Regions from separate parts of the Mus musculus genome. Here region 1 is linked to region 2. Evidence: chromatin contacts called from public Hi-C data. All regions are on one chromosome and are shown on one strand. Each heading gives the region's core, a stretch centred on a gene start, on an enhancer-like site or on the middle of the called end of the contact. The rest is flanking DNA. Distances are from core to core; before and after follow the strand shown. Region 1 overlaps Lrmda (leucine rich melanocyte differentiation associated). Region 2 has its middle 21 kb from the start of A330001L22Rik.

Region 1 (6,189 bases), core at 3,258-5,757, 840 kb before region 2:
AGTAAGACCTCATTCCGGTTCTTGAGTTACCAGGAGCGCTGGAGCTGAGCCAGAAATCCAGGCAGTGTTCCTCCAATAGCCCCTGCCTGGACTAGCACAATGAACGCAGACCCTCATTAGTTAGTATCAAAGGAGACACTGATCTTTCCTACCACTTATAACATATTAACTACGGTTTCTTTGTGTTCCTCTAATTTCATACCCTTACAACTTGACTCTAAGCTTCTTAAGAGACAAACATGCACAGCTCTTCTCACCCTTCCCAGCATCCACCTGCAGTGTGTGTAAGTGCCTACTCAATGAATGTGCTTTCATGCACCGTACATCTCACTTACTGAACTCTGAGGCCCTAAGTGATAACCAAAATCAGTCTACAGATGCACTGTGTAACTGCAAGGGATTAGCCATCTTCAGCAAATCACTGCCAATGGCATTTTCCATCTGGTTTTGTAGGGCTGTCGTGGAAATAATATTATGTCATGGTAGTCCTACAGGCTTGATTTATTTTGGCTTAAAAGGAGGAACTTGTCTCATGTGTCCTTCTTCCTCTCACAGAGGTTTTTATTTTTATTTTTCCCCCCTTCTCAAGGGCTGAGGGTCAAGTTCTGTCCTTGGAACCAAAGTAGTTTTCCAAAATGAGGTGAAGCAGCCTTGTCAAGCTGGGCCAGATCTGCTGTCAGAGCCTTTCCCAAATACATCAGGCCCTCTGCTTGTAAAAATAAATTGATACCAATGCACGAAATTTATTAGGAGATGACAGCCCGGTTCATAATGGAAATATGGAGAAAACATCATCCTTCAAAGCTGACAGTTTATCCATCATGCCTCAGATTCCTGAGATAGAAGCAGACGCTGTCACATGCAATCCGCTGAGGACACATCTTCTTGGGTTTCCTTATGACAGGAAACTGAAATAATCCAGAAGAAGGGAAGGGCTTGTGCTATCCTTAATGTGCTCAGCCATATATTTTCAGCATCACAGAAGGACCATGTGGCCAAGGCAATGAATGATGGAGGAAGTAGGGCGGCTGGAACTCTCAAAGGCCTCTCCTTTTCTCTTGGGGGTGATGAACTGGGGCAGAGGTCACAGGGGGTTATGGACCATGGTGATGGACAGCAATGCCCTGCTATGCATGAACAAAACCAACAGGTGGCAGAACAGCCCTGAGCACAGGCCACAGCTGGCTCAGCTTCAAGTCTGAGGTCATCTTGCCCTCCCTACATATTCTGCTCAGTTTTTTTATGTCTATTGATAAATTGGAGACAATTTAGAAGAGCCATTTTAATGAGGGATCGATGCAAGAATATTTCTGGGGATCACACGGGGCCTGATTCTCTGCAAGCTTAATGAGACAACCTGCTGCACCTTGTATGAAATAATTGTGTATTCAAAGCTCTTTTGCAAAATATAAGTTTGGTAGTAAATTAGAATGAAGTAAACATGATATTAGAGGAGAAAAAAATTATTATCAATTTCATTTAAACATATTTATATTTCAGACTTCATTCTTTGGAGGTTCAAAGTTATTATGGTTAGGAACTTTTTAATGTATTTATTTTTAAATACTTATGTTTTTATGTATTTGTATATGTGTGTGTGAGCCTTTATGGGTTTATGTACACCATGTATGAGTAGGAGCCTATGGAGTCCAAGAGAGTGCATCCGATTCCATGGAATTGGAGTTAACATGTGGCTGAGAGCAGCCAGGTGGGTGCTGGTAACTGAACCCAGGTCCTCTGCAGTGGCAATAAGTGCCCTTAACCCCTGACCCATCTCTTGAGTCTCTGGGAAGCTTTTTAAATGAGATAATTCAAACTTTCAAATGCACAGAAAGTTATCAATATGAAACAGAAATCTAAACAGATAAGGACAATCTTAATGGCCTCTTAGTCTATTTTTAAATATTGTGTGTGTGTGTGTGTGTGTGTGTGTGTGTGTGTGTGTGAATGTATGCCATGTCTGTGCACACAGAGAGAAAAAGAGGACACTGCATTTCTCAAAGCTGAAATTACGGGTAGTTGTAGGCTACCAGACAGAGGCTCTGGAAATGAAGCAGGAGCCTTTTCAAGAGTAGCAAGTGCTCTCCACACTGAGCTGTCTTGCCAGGCCAACCTGAAATTGTTAACCCAATCTTTATATGAGGAAGGAAAATCTTAAAGGTTCCATTTAAATGTGAATGTGGCTGGGTATAGTGGCTCCTGCTTACAAACCCAACTTTGGTAAAGTTTTGGAAGGGGGTTGTTAAAAGTTCAAGGCTAGTCTTAGCTACAGAGTGAGTTCTATGTGAAAAGACTTATCACCGTGGGTGGTGGTGACTCAGCTCAGTGGGTAAAGGTGCTGGCTGTTGAGCTAGACACACTGAATTCAATATCCAGAGGGACCCTCATGGTGGGAGGAGAGAACTCACTGCTACAAGTTGTTTTCTGGTCCAGGTGTACACAGCAAGATACATGTTCAAACATGTACATCACACACACACACACACACACACACACACACACACACACACACACAGCCACATGCACCAATGAATACAATTTTTTAAGAATTAAAAACTTATTATCCAGACACTTACACATCAGTGCTTGCTGTGGCATTACTCACAGTAGCTAAGTTATGGGAACTACCTATCTGTCCAACAGCAGAGGAACAGAGGAAGAAAGCATGGAGCACTTGCACAATGGAACATTTCAAGCCATTAAAAAAGGATGAAGTTACACCATTAACCGGGAAATGGATGCAACTGAAGTAGCTACAGTAAGTGAATAAGTCAGCCTCAGAAAGATACGTACTGCATGTTTTCTCTTCTTTGTGGATCGCAAGGTTTGTAAAGATACAGACAATCATATATGTACAGATGGTGTGCAAGTACAAGAGAAACTCACTAGTGCAACAGACCAAGGGGAGGATCGATGTGAGAAAGGGGGTGTGCTCAGTGTGCGTCATCCACTTCCACAGAAATGGCCTATGTGACACAGAACTAAGTGCAATAAAAAATAACCACATGAATTTAAAATAAAAAAAGTGACTAAGGTACAAGGCATCTTTGCTTGAGTGTCCGACTAGTTAGGAAACCATTACTACATACAGGACACTGCAAATAAACTGTCATGTTCGCTCTGTTATAAGGGGTTGCATAGGATATGTGTATGCTATGAGTAACACTGAGTTAGCCCAAATCCTGATCCAAAGATTGTGCGTTGCTTCACTCCTCGAAACACATCCCCAAGAACAGCAGGAGGATTAAGCTACATGACTGTTAGGTCCTTATTCACAGGTACCAGGGTTGAAGATGCACAAGAGGATCTCTAACTCTGAGACTGCAGATCCTTCACATATCGTCTCTCTATGAAGCAAGTGAGCTTCTAATTGTCCTCTTTTGTTTTAGCCAATCTTCTCAAGCCCCTGTCTTAAGCAAGGCCTGAAAGTCTGTTGATTTCACGTGTCCAAAGTAAACAGCTCTGCCTTTTCCCTTGGCTTCCTCTGTGAGCACGCGCCAGCATGACTACACATTCATCCAGAGTTTATTTCAATGTTAGTGGGAAACAAGCCGTTTCCCAGCTTAATGAATAGCATCAGTGTCTGCCTTTTAACCAAAAATGTGACCTTAAACTTGATGGATCTCACCAGAAGGCACATTTTCGAATTACTTTTCTATTGGAGGCTTATGAATATAGTTCCCCAAATTATTGTGACAGCTGTGGGGTAGTGGCTGTGTCTCAGACTCAGACGTCACAAAATGGGAGAGTCACTTCTGAACGAGGGAGGGGGGGTAAGCATGGGGAAGAAAGCAAGACCCATACCAGGGAGAGGAACACAAAATCCAACTCTTTCGAGCCTTGAGCAACAGATTAGTCCTGGGAGGTAGCTGAAACCTTGCCTTTTCTGTCACCGCCATTTTTGTTTCCAGATCATTCTAAATGGGGGCAGAGAAGGCTGAGCTCTTACAGACTCTCCAAGAGGACATCTGATATATCTTCCTTATTAAAGATGACAGGGTATAATTGATGGGCCTGGTGCCTAGCCAGTTCTAACTTTTTCTTTTTTTCCTTCTTTTTTAGAGAATGCTGTTTAATGCGCGGACATTATTTTTGGACTACTGAATGCCAGAAAATAATGAGCTGGCATTCAGCTTTGGTGAATAAGACTCTGAATTTTCATCTAAAAGCAGTTTTGAGTTATGGCTGTAGATAAGGTGTAACTGTGCAAGGGAATTTTATCCATGTTTCTCCCATGAATCATGAATGAGGGAAAAAATTACAGTCTAAATTGCACTTAAAAGGAATAAAGTCTTTTCATGTCATACATGATTTATCAAAATGATCTCATTTTAAGGGGACTGTGGTGTATCTTGATTAATCGCATTAGGACGCGTGATGAATGGCCTCTTTAATGGTAACACAGGATTTATTGGCAGCATCCCGACTGGAACCAGAAGGGTAAGAAGTAAAATATACAATAGATAGCTAATGTAGATACGGCATCAGTACTGCCCTGACTTGTTTTAAAGTTGTACCTGGAGATTCATTGTCAGGATATTCTGAAACCTGGCCTAGAAGGGGAAGCATGCCTCTCACACAAACTTAGGTCCCAAGGCAAAGCCAGGCTGCCTTCTGTAATGTATTGTATGGCTTATACCAATTCCTTTGCATTTCTATAAGGAGTCTGCGTAAATGGGTTAAACTTTGCACATTCCCAGTAGAGAGAGGGGGGACATTGCATTTGGGTAACAGCACCGCCCCCACCCCTACCCCCTGGCAAAGCTATCTCCCTATTTCAATATCCTCTTCACATTTCACTTTAATATCCTAAACGTCTTAAAAAAAAAAGAAAAAAGAAAAAAAAAGCTGGCTCTCACTAATTTCCTCCAAGGCCGACAGATCAGAGGCTTGCCTCCAAGTGTTCTTTTAGAGCCCTGGAGACCCCCTCATAATCCTGCTGCTTGTCTGCAATTAATCCTCTGAGCTGCGACATTATTACTACCACCACCCACAGACAGAGGAAGCTCCTGACCCACTGGACTCGGGATCCCAAGGAGGCTTCAAAGGTGCCAATCACACCCGCCTCCCAAAGGTGCCTGCTGTCAGCCCCAGAGGTTCCATCCTCCCCACTGATCAAACATTCTTCCTCAGGAGATGAATTCAGAGTCTCCGCCCACTTCCGCCCATATCCTCTTTCGCTTTTGAGTTTACCCAATGATCCATCCTGGCCTCCAAAAGGGAAGCCACTGAGAATAGAAGCTTTCAAAACAAAAGCTGCAGAGGCAAACTTAAATCACAGCTGTTATCAACTTTAAAAAAAAAAAAAAAGAAGAAAAAGAAAGGAGAAAGGAGAGAGAGAGAGAGAGAGAGAGAGAGAGAGAGAGAGAGAGAGCAAAACATTTAAACACCTTAAGACAGGGAGGATTAGAGTCTGGCCTGAAAGGCCATTCTTTGATCAAAGACCCCAAGACTTTACACAAACATAATCACAAGGCAGCCGAGAGCTCTCTGAAGGCAGAATTGATTTGTTTGAAGGCAGGGCTTGGACCCGGTAGGGAAGCCCCATGCATGCTTGTCCTCTTCAGTCCCCATACATCTCCAGGCCCAGTGACTTAAAAACCATGTTTTTGTCCTTATGTCTCAATTGGGGCAGAAGGAAGCCACCATTGCCTCTGTGCGTACTTTAGCAGTCGAGCAACTGCCATATATGGAAGAAATCTTGGAAGGATAAGAGCAGAGCTTGTCCCGAGGGCTCGGCATGCCTTCTTGACTGTCAGGACCAGAGGGCCAGGGCTGACTCACAGACCTCATTAACATGAAAGATGGAGGAGTCACCAAGCATCAACATTCCCATCTAGAAGCACATCTTTAAAGTAGAGAGACAAAGTCATGAGGGGGTTGTTTGGGGCTTTGGGACTTTTGTAGAAAGACTGAATATAGGTCTTGTTTTTGTTTATTTGTTGTTTTTGTTTTTAATTACAGAAATAGAATTGTTTCCCATGCTGTTGATGACTATGGCACAACAGGAACCATTTCCCACATATCCAGGGTGGGTGGCAGAGTCTCTCTTGTCCAACACTCCAGGGGAGAAAAGATTACTGGTTTAGTCATGTTCAATGAAATTCAATTCAAAGGCACCAAGGAAATAAGTTTCAAGCAAAGTTTGGGAATCCATGGTCTGCTTGAATTGCATGTCCATCTCTGAGA
Region 2 (6,398 bases), core at 1,279-3,778:
AGCTCTCCAGCCCTGACAGTGGTTGGTAGCATTGCTTCTAGGCTCTGCCTAACAGTTAGTTACCTAGCAATAGTCAGGTAGGCTGGGCTTGCTATAAAAAGGGCTGTGTGGGCTGGAGAGATGGTTCAGTGGTTAAGAACACTAACTGTTCTTCCAGGGGTCCTGAGTTCAATTCCCAGCAACCACATGGTGGCTCACAACCATCTGTAATGGAGATCCGGTGCCCTCTTCTGGTGTGTCTGAAGATAGCAACAGTGTACTCACTTACATAATAAATAAATAAATCGTTTTATAAGGGGGAACCTGTGGGTCCCCTCCTGGCTCTCTCTGCCCCTTCTCTTCCTGACTGTCTTCTCTCCCTGATCCCTTTCTCCCTCTCGTCCCCCTACACATGTTCCTAGCTGGCCTCTTCCCTTCCCTTCCCTTCCCTTCCCTTCCCTTCCCTTCCCTTCCCTTCCCTCCCCTCCCCTCCCCTGCCCTGCCCTGCCCTGCCCTGCCCTCCCCTTCCCTTCCCTTCCCTTCCCTTCCATTCCCTTCCCTCCCCTTCCCTCCCCTCCCCTCCCCTCCCCTTCCCTTCCCTTCCTTTCCCTTCCCTTCCCTTCCCTCCCCTTCCCTCCCCTTCCCTCCCCTTCCCTCCCCTTCCCTCACTTCCCTTCCCTCACTTCCCTTCCCTTCCCCCTACCTCTCTCTCTCTCTCTCTCTCTCTCTCTCTCTCCTCCCTTCCCAGCTCCCCTTCTCATACCCTAAATAAACTCTATTCTATACTAAACCTCTCTCATGGCTGGTCCCTCAGGAGGAAGGGGTGCCCAGCAGGGGCCCACAGAGGCAGCCTTCTCACCTCACCATACTGCGTTCTATCAAACACATCTTTTTTTATAAAACACAACAGTGGTATTTTGATACAGGATCTCACACTGTAGCCCATGCTGATCTAGAACTCACTACATAAGTCAAGCCTTAAACTCACTGAAATCCTCCTGCCTCAACTTCTCTTGTGTTGAGATTCCTTCCAGGCATGAACCCCTAGGCTTGGCTTAGATGGGTTAAGTTTCTGGTGCCTGCATGAGATGAAAACCAGAGATGTACACCTGAGAGTCCCAGTGGGGAAGGAGCTGAAGCTGGGTGACGGTGATCTGTCCCCAGGGATGGGGGGGGGGGAGCTGAACTAAGGCAGAGCTCAAAGCAGGAGGGCCTTCTACTGAGTGTACTCTAACCTACCAGCACCATCCCTGTATCTCACGGTACACTCACGGTACACTCTCACCCCAGTCACCATACTGAAGAAGGCAAGCAAACACGTGGGGGTGTCGAGCCATCTGCTCCTGTCACGGCCCCATTCCCTGCTAGACTGGAGTAAATGAAGTCCCTGAGGCTTCTGTGCTGCTTTGGGGCCACCCCACCTGACTGAGCAAAACTGAGGGAGACCAGACCCTCTTGACCACACCACATCCCAAACAGAGATGAAAGAACAAAATAAATGCTAGTGTTTTAAAGTCATGAAACCTGGGGATCTTTATTTGTAGCAATAGATGACTGACAAAGACTAGAATCTCATCCCCGGCCAAGAAATGTGTCCATTCCACAGAGAAGCGATGCCCTGGGCTGGCCTCACCCACCTTAGACTCTTGCATAACTTCACCTTGCTCTTCCTTTCTCCAGAAGCTCTGCCACACTGCTGTTGAGTTCCTAGCCCCCCACCCCACCTTGGTGGTCCCTGGATGTCCCCCACTAAAATCAGGCATCTATCTCCACCTCCAGGAGCCAAAAGGAGCAGTCAGGAGGCAGGGGTGGGGGACTTTGGGCAACAAAGACTGCAAGGTCTCTGGGCTCCCAGAAGCACACTCAACTTTCATTCAAGATGCTTATGTGAGGACCTCTACTGTCAGGCAGAATGATGATGACAGCCCAGAGGACCAGCAGGAAGGTGGAGCAACACAGCCTACAGAGGTAAAAGTGCTGAGATGCAGGTGGTTTCAGATTTGCACCAAAGCCAGGAACTATGGGGAGTTATGCAGTACTATGTAACTATGTAACTATGGGGAGTTATGCAGTACTATGTAACTATGTAACTATGGGGAGTTATGCAGTACTATGTAACCTTTAAAGCATTACTGGGGTTGCTGGGATATGGTAGCTGTGTGGGCATCGAGTAAGAGGAAGGCATCAAAGAGAACTGTGTTCTGGAATCCCTGGGCATTTGTGTGAGTGTGCCAATAGGGTATATGTGTGGGTATGGAGCCTGGCTGCAGTGGAAGGGCATGCTTGCTTTGGGACAGGCCCAAATGACACTGTGTGTGTGTGTGTGTGTGTGTGTGTGTGTGTGTGTGTGTGTGTGTGGTGTTATTATTTGTGAGTTGGGAATGTGTCTTCACTATCGTCAGGAGAAGGCAGTGAGTCCAAGACACAGAAACCCCAGTGTTCCCAGGAGCACACACCATGTCCCCTCCCCACACCTCAGGAGGCCTAAACAGAGGCCTCTTTGGAACAAGCCTGGAGAGGAACCAGAGGGGTCCTAAGCTGCAGCCTTCCATCATAGCTCAAGGGCGCCCCCTCCTGGAATTCTGGGTGTCTCCTAAACCCTCTGAAGACCACGCTACAGACTGTTTGCCTGAAGAGCTCAGAGCTAGTCTCTGTGCCTGCCAGGTGGCTGACCTCTGTCCTAAAGGGACAATAATGGGTTCTGGGTTCAGGTTGCATGATGCACAGACGTGACAGCCAAGTCTCAAACTCAGAAATATTAACATAGATCTTCAGAATGACATTCCCAGTTCTGTAGGGTTTTCAGGGGGTTGTGCTTACTTCCCATGATTTCTTGCTGTCTTAGAGACACTGAGTTCAGCAAAAGCGGAACTTCATCCTGTGAGACATCTGTTTCTGGCGAGGCCACCTTACAGCCTCCTTGGTTCCGCCAAGGCTACCCTGGAGAGCTGGTGCCAGTGCTCTGGTTCCAGTGAACACAGCCCATTCTGGACCATGGGCTTCGTTCAGTCCCAGAGACAAAAGGCAGAACTCTGAGGATCCCCTGAAGGCCAACAGCAGGGCAGCAGATGTGTAGATTTCTAGAGCTCCACTTCTTGGGTTCCAATTCCAGCTTGTGACTTGAGCACATAGCCCCCAGGCCTCAGTTTCCCCACCTATAACCTACGGCGACAGCAATGATCCCAACCTTGTGGGATAAGAGCAAACCCAGTGGGAACTCAAAGCCCTGTGTCCACATTCCAGACATGTGGACAGTCACTTGAGCAGTTGTTCCCTACTTTGCATCCGGGAAAGACATACGGCCCTGTCTTCCACCTTGAACGCCCCTAGGCATGACTACCACCTAGTGGATATGAGGTTGGATGGAGTAAAATGGTCACCATATGCCAACTACTGCTTCAGCCCACCCCCCTTCATCCACTCCCACCCAGAGGTGCCTAGGGTGAGGACCTACACTCTTTTCTCTCATTCCTCTTGGAAGATGCTGGCCTGGTAGGGACAAGCATCTAGGCACAGCACCCTGCATACCTTGCCTGCAGACAGCTCCTCTCACAGAACAAAGGATCCCAGGGTAACACTGGCAATTGTCTCTGGGCTCTGCTCTGGTTTGCATACTTGCTGTGATCACCCCTTACAACAAAAACAGTCTCTTCCCTGTCTAAATAATAAAGTAATTTGTTACACCTAATTACTCAAGGATTTCCTTCAACTGGGGGGGGGGGGGGGGTAGATCCACCCAGATCCCTGCCCCATCTTGCTCGCATGGTCCCAAAGATCCTCCTAATGTATTCTGGATCATAGATTAGTGGGGAGCCAAGAATGGTCCATGCTGGGCAGAACCGCTCAAATCCATCCCGGCAACGTGAAGCGGTGATTTATTGTGACATGAAGTGTGGGACATTTCCCCAGCTTTTGTGATTGTGGTAATGAAGCTGTAAACCAAATAGCATGAAATGAGGCAAGGCCTTACAATTTAATCAGCTCGTAAACAGATCTACTGCATCAAGCAAATGACATTATTATCCATCCGAAGTAAATCATGCTAATCTCGGGAGATAAAATCAACATCGTTAATGGTCACATGTCATATTCATCAACACTAAACCATCCCCTTTGACAGATTAATCCTAACTACAGCTCCCACGATGTATGGTAATAGGGCTTGGAGCATGCATTTCACTCTGCGCCAGGCTAACCAGCACTCTTAGGCTGCTATTACAAATAATTTTTTATTGATTTACATATTTTAAAATGCATTTAAGGTGAGGCACCATTAAAAACCCTGTCACCCACCCATATTTCTTCCCTACATTCCCAGACTTTATTAATAGGAGCGGGAAGACAAACATAGGAAGCCTTATAAATAGTTTGTTTGGGCACTGTTATGGGTAATTAAGATGGATCCGGGTTTGGGAGGGGCACAGGGACAGGTGAGAAGTGGGAGGAGGCATTCGAGCTGAGGACCCTTTGTGGCTAGGGTGCTGAGACCAGCCTCTGTCTGCTTCCTGTGTTCCCTAGAGATGCCAAGAGGAAGGGAATGAATGTGCCCCCAAATCTGGCCCCAGGGTCTTCTCTCTCCCCATTTCTCTCACATCCTGCTTCCACCAAGTCCCCCCAGCCTGTGGTAAGTGCACATAAGCCTTCAGTCTTTGTAGAGTAGCTTCTGACTTCAGATGCCAAATGTATTTATTTATCATGAGGCTGACCTAGGATGAATGCTCCCTGGAAAGTGTCCACTATTCAAAATGTCACTTCCCCTCACCAGGCCATGCGTTATATTGACAGGCACACTTTCAGAGGCCTCTGAGTGACCAGGATGGATGGAGGGCTGCCATACAGGCATGGTGCCTGGGCAGAGGAAGTGAGGAAGCGAGGGACGCATGGGTACCAGTACCCAAATATCTGTACCCACCACAAGGGGCACAGAATCAGCAGGAGCCAGGATGGTGGCAAGAAATGCATTCTGGAGACTCACAAGGCTGTAATGCATGCTGGAAAAGAGACAGACATCTACAGAAGCCCTTCTATCCTTCTCATGGACACACTGGGGGGCTTCCTGTCCACTCGTGGAACTAAGAGCACATAGAGGGTGGAAAAGAGGGAGTCTCTCTCTCTTCTGAACCACAGATGAGAAATAGCGGGGGGGGGGGGGGGCTTGGGGCTGCCACCCGTGGCTGGACAGATGTTGCATTGCACAATGGCACCTCTTGGAAGTATGCAGGGCAGTAACCACGGAAGTCCTCATTTCTTCATGACCCATGGTCACACCAGCCTGAATAGACATCCAAAAAAAAGGACTGGGGAAATAGTACAGCCCTCCTACTGCTGGGAAGACATGCCGTGTTTAATAGATGCAGCAGGAGCCTGAATACTCCCATGCCCAGGCCTGTGCTTTATAAACCTGCATCTATTGATTAGGCCAACTAATGAAATGAGGCAGAGAGTAAATTAGTTCAGGGTTTTAGGTGGCATCCAGTCAAGGGCTTGGAACCCACTGGGCTCTAAGAACCTCTAAAGATTTTGTACCCTAGGTTCTCTTGGACCTTTCCTGAGAGCTCTGAATTGTTGCTTCCCTTTTGGGGTTCCTGGGGTGTTAAGACTACTCTCTCCTGAAGTTGCTCAATTTAAGTGAATATGGGCAGTTGATCTTTAAACTTTACTACAGCCAGAATTTGCTGGTGGGCGGTTAAAACACAGATTTCTGGGTCCTCGCCCTAACAGTTTCTTTTTTCTTATGTAAGACCAGAGAGATGGCATTTCTAGCAAGTCCCCACGTGCTCTTAAAATTGCTGGATCCAGAATCATGCTTTGAGGACAGAGTCAAGAACACCCAGGCAGGAGCACAGGGAACAGGGTATAGGGAGCAGCAGTAGGGCCCTAGCACAGCCCAGGTGGGTTACAACAGGAAACTAAAACCTGCACAAGGTATGAAGCCAGCGGTGAGCTGCCTGTCCCAGTGCTCTTTCCCCTTCTAAGCTTATAGGACTCTACAAGCATGGATGAGTTAAATATGGCTAATAAGCAAGATCGAGTCTTAATTCAGCATGTGTTCTGTAAGCCAGAGGTGGCTGGGTTCTTCTAGCCCCACGTTTGTCCAACCTGCCCTGTGTCCTAGTGTATCTCTTCTGCCAGCCTATCCTCTCATCTACCACGGAACAACCCCAACTTGTAGGAGGACAAAGATTGCAGAGAGACAAAGAGAAGGCAATAGCCAGAATCCTCACAAGTGACTAAATGTAAGCTGAGCATGGTAGCTTACATTTAGCCTTTAATCCCAGCTCTCAGGAAGCAGAGGCAGCTGGATCTCTGTGAGTTCAAAGCCAGCCTGGTCTACAGAGTGAGTTCCAAGACAGCCAGAGCCACAAAGTGAGACTCTGGGTCAAAAAATCAAAACAAAATAACAATGAAATGAGCTAAAT

The links. Hi-C and Micro-C count contacts between places; a contact is called where the count stands out from the background.
Region 1: a Hi-C map of muscle stem cells shows a contact between it and region 2, with 4 times the contacts expected there. The contact joins two enhancer-like sites. A contact is called at or near these places in 5 of 39 promoter capture datasets (the C10 cell line, the HPC-7 cell line, HPC-7-derived erythroid cells and 3 more), 2 of 15 datasets of contacts at CTCF or cohesin (embryonic stem cells and stem cell-derived epiblast-like cells), 54 of 484 Hi-C or Micro-C datasets (the AML12 cell line, B cells, the BV-2 cell line and 39 more), 10 of 115 datasets of contacts at active chromatin or transcription factors (craniofacial prominence, embryonic basal ganglia, embryonic forebrain and 7 more) and 2 of 9 other capture datasets (embryonic tail and embryonic trunk).

The regions. Positions count from the first base shown.
Region 1 is chr14:22,812,474-22,818,662 of GRCm38.p6, reverse strand. All of the region lies in intron 5 of Lrmda (leucine rich melanocyte differentiation associated), which reads right to left. Among named protein-coding and RNA genes, the nearest start is that of Gm30926, 14 kb to the right of the region's middle. Within about 2 kb of position 4,507, at least 82 of the 459 cell types and tissues checked have an H3K27ac peak or open chromatin away from gene starts, as enhancers often do. A contact at or near this core is called in the STO cell line and muscle stem cells, where this site is marked.
Region 2 is chr14:21,965,296-21,971,693 of GRCm38.p6, reverse strand. No RefSeq gene overlaps it. Among named protein-coding and RNA genes, the nearest start is that of A330001L22Rik, 21 kb to the left of the region's middle. Within about 2 kb of position 2,528, at least 18 of the 459 cell types and tissues checked have an H3K27ac peak or open chromatin away from gene starts, as enhancers often do. A contact at or near this core is called in the STO cell line and muscle stem cells, where this site is marked.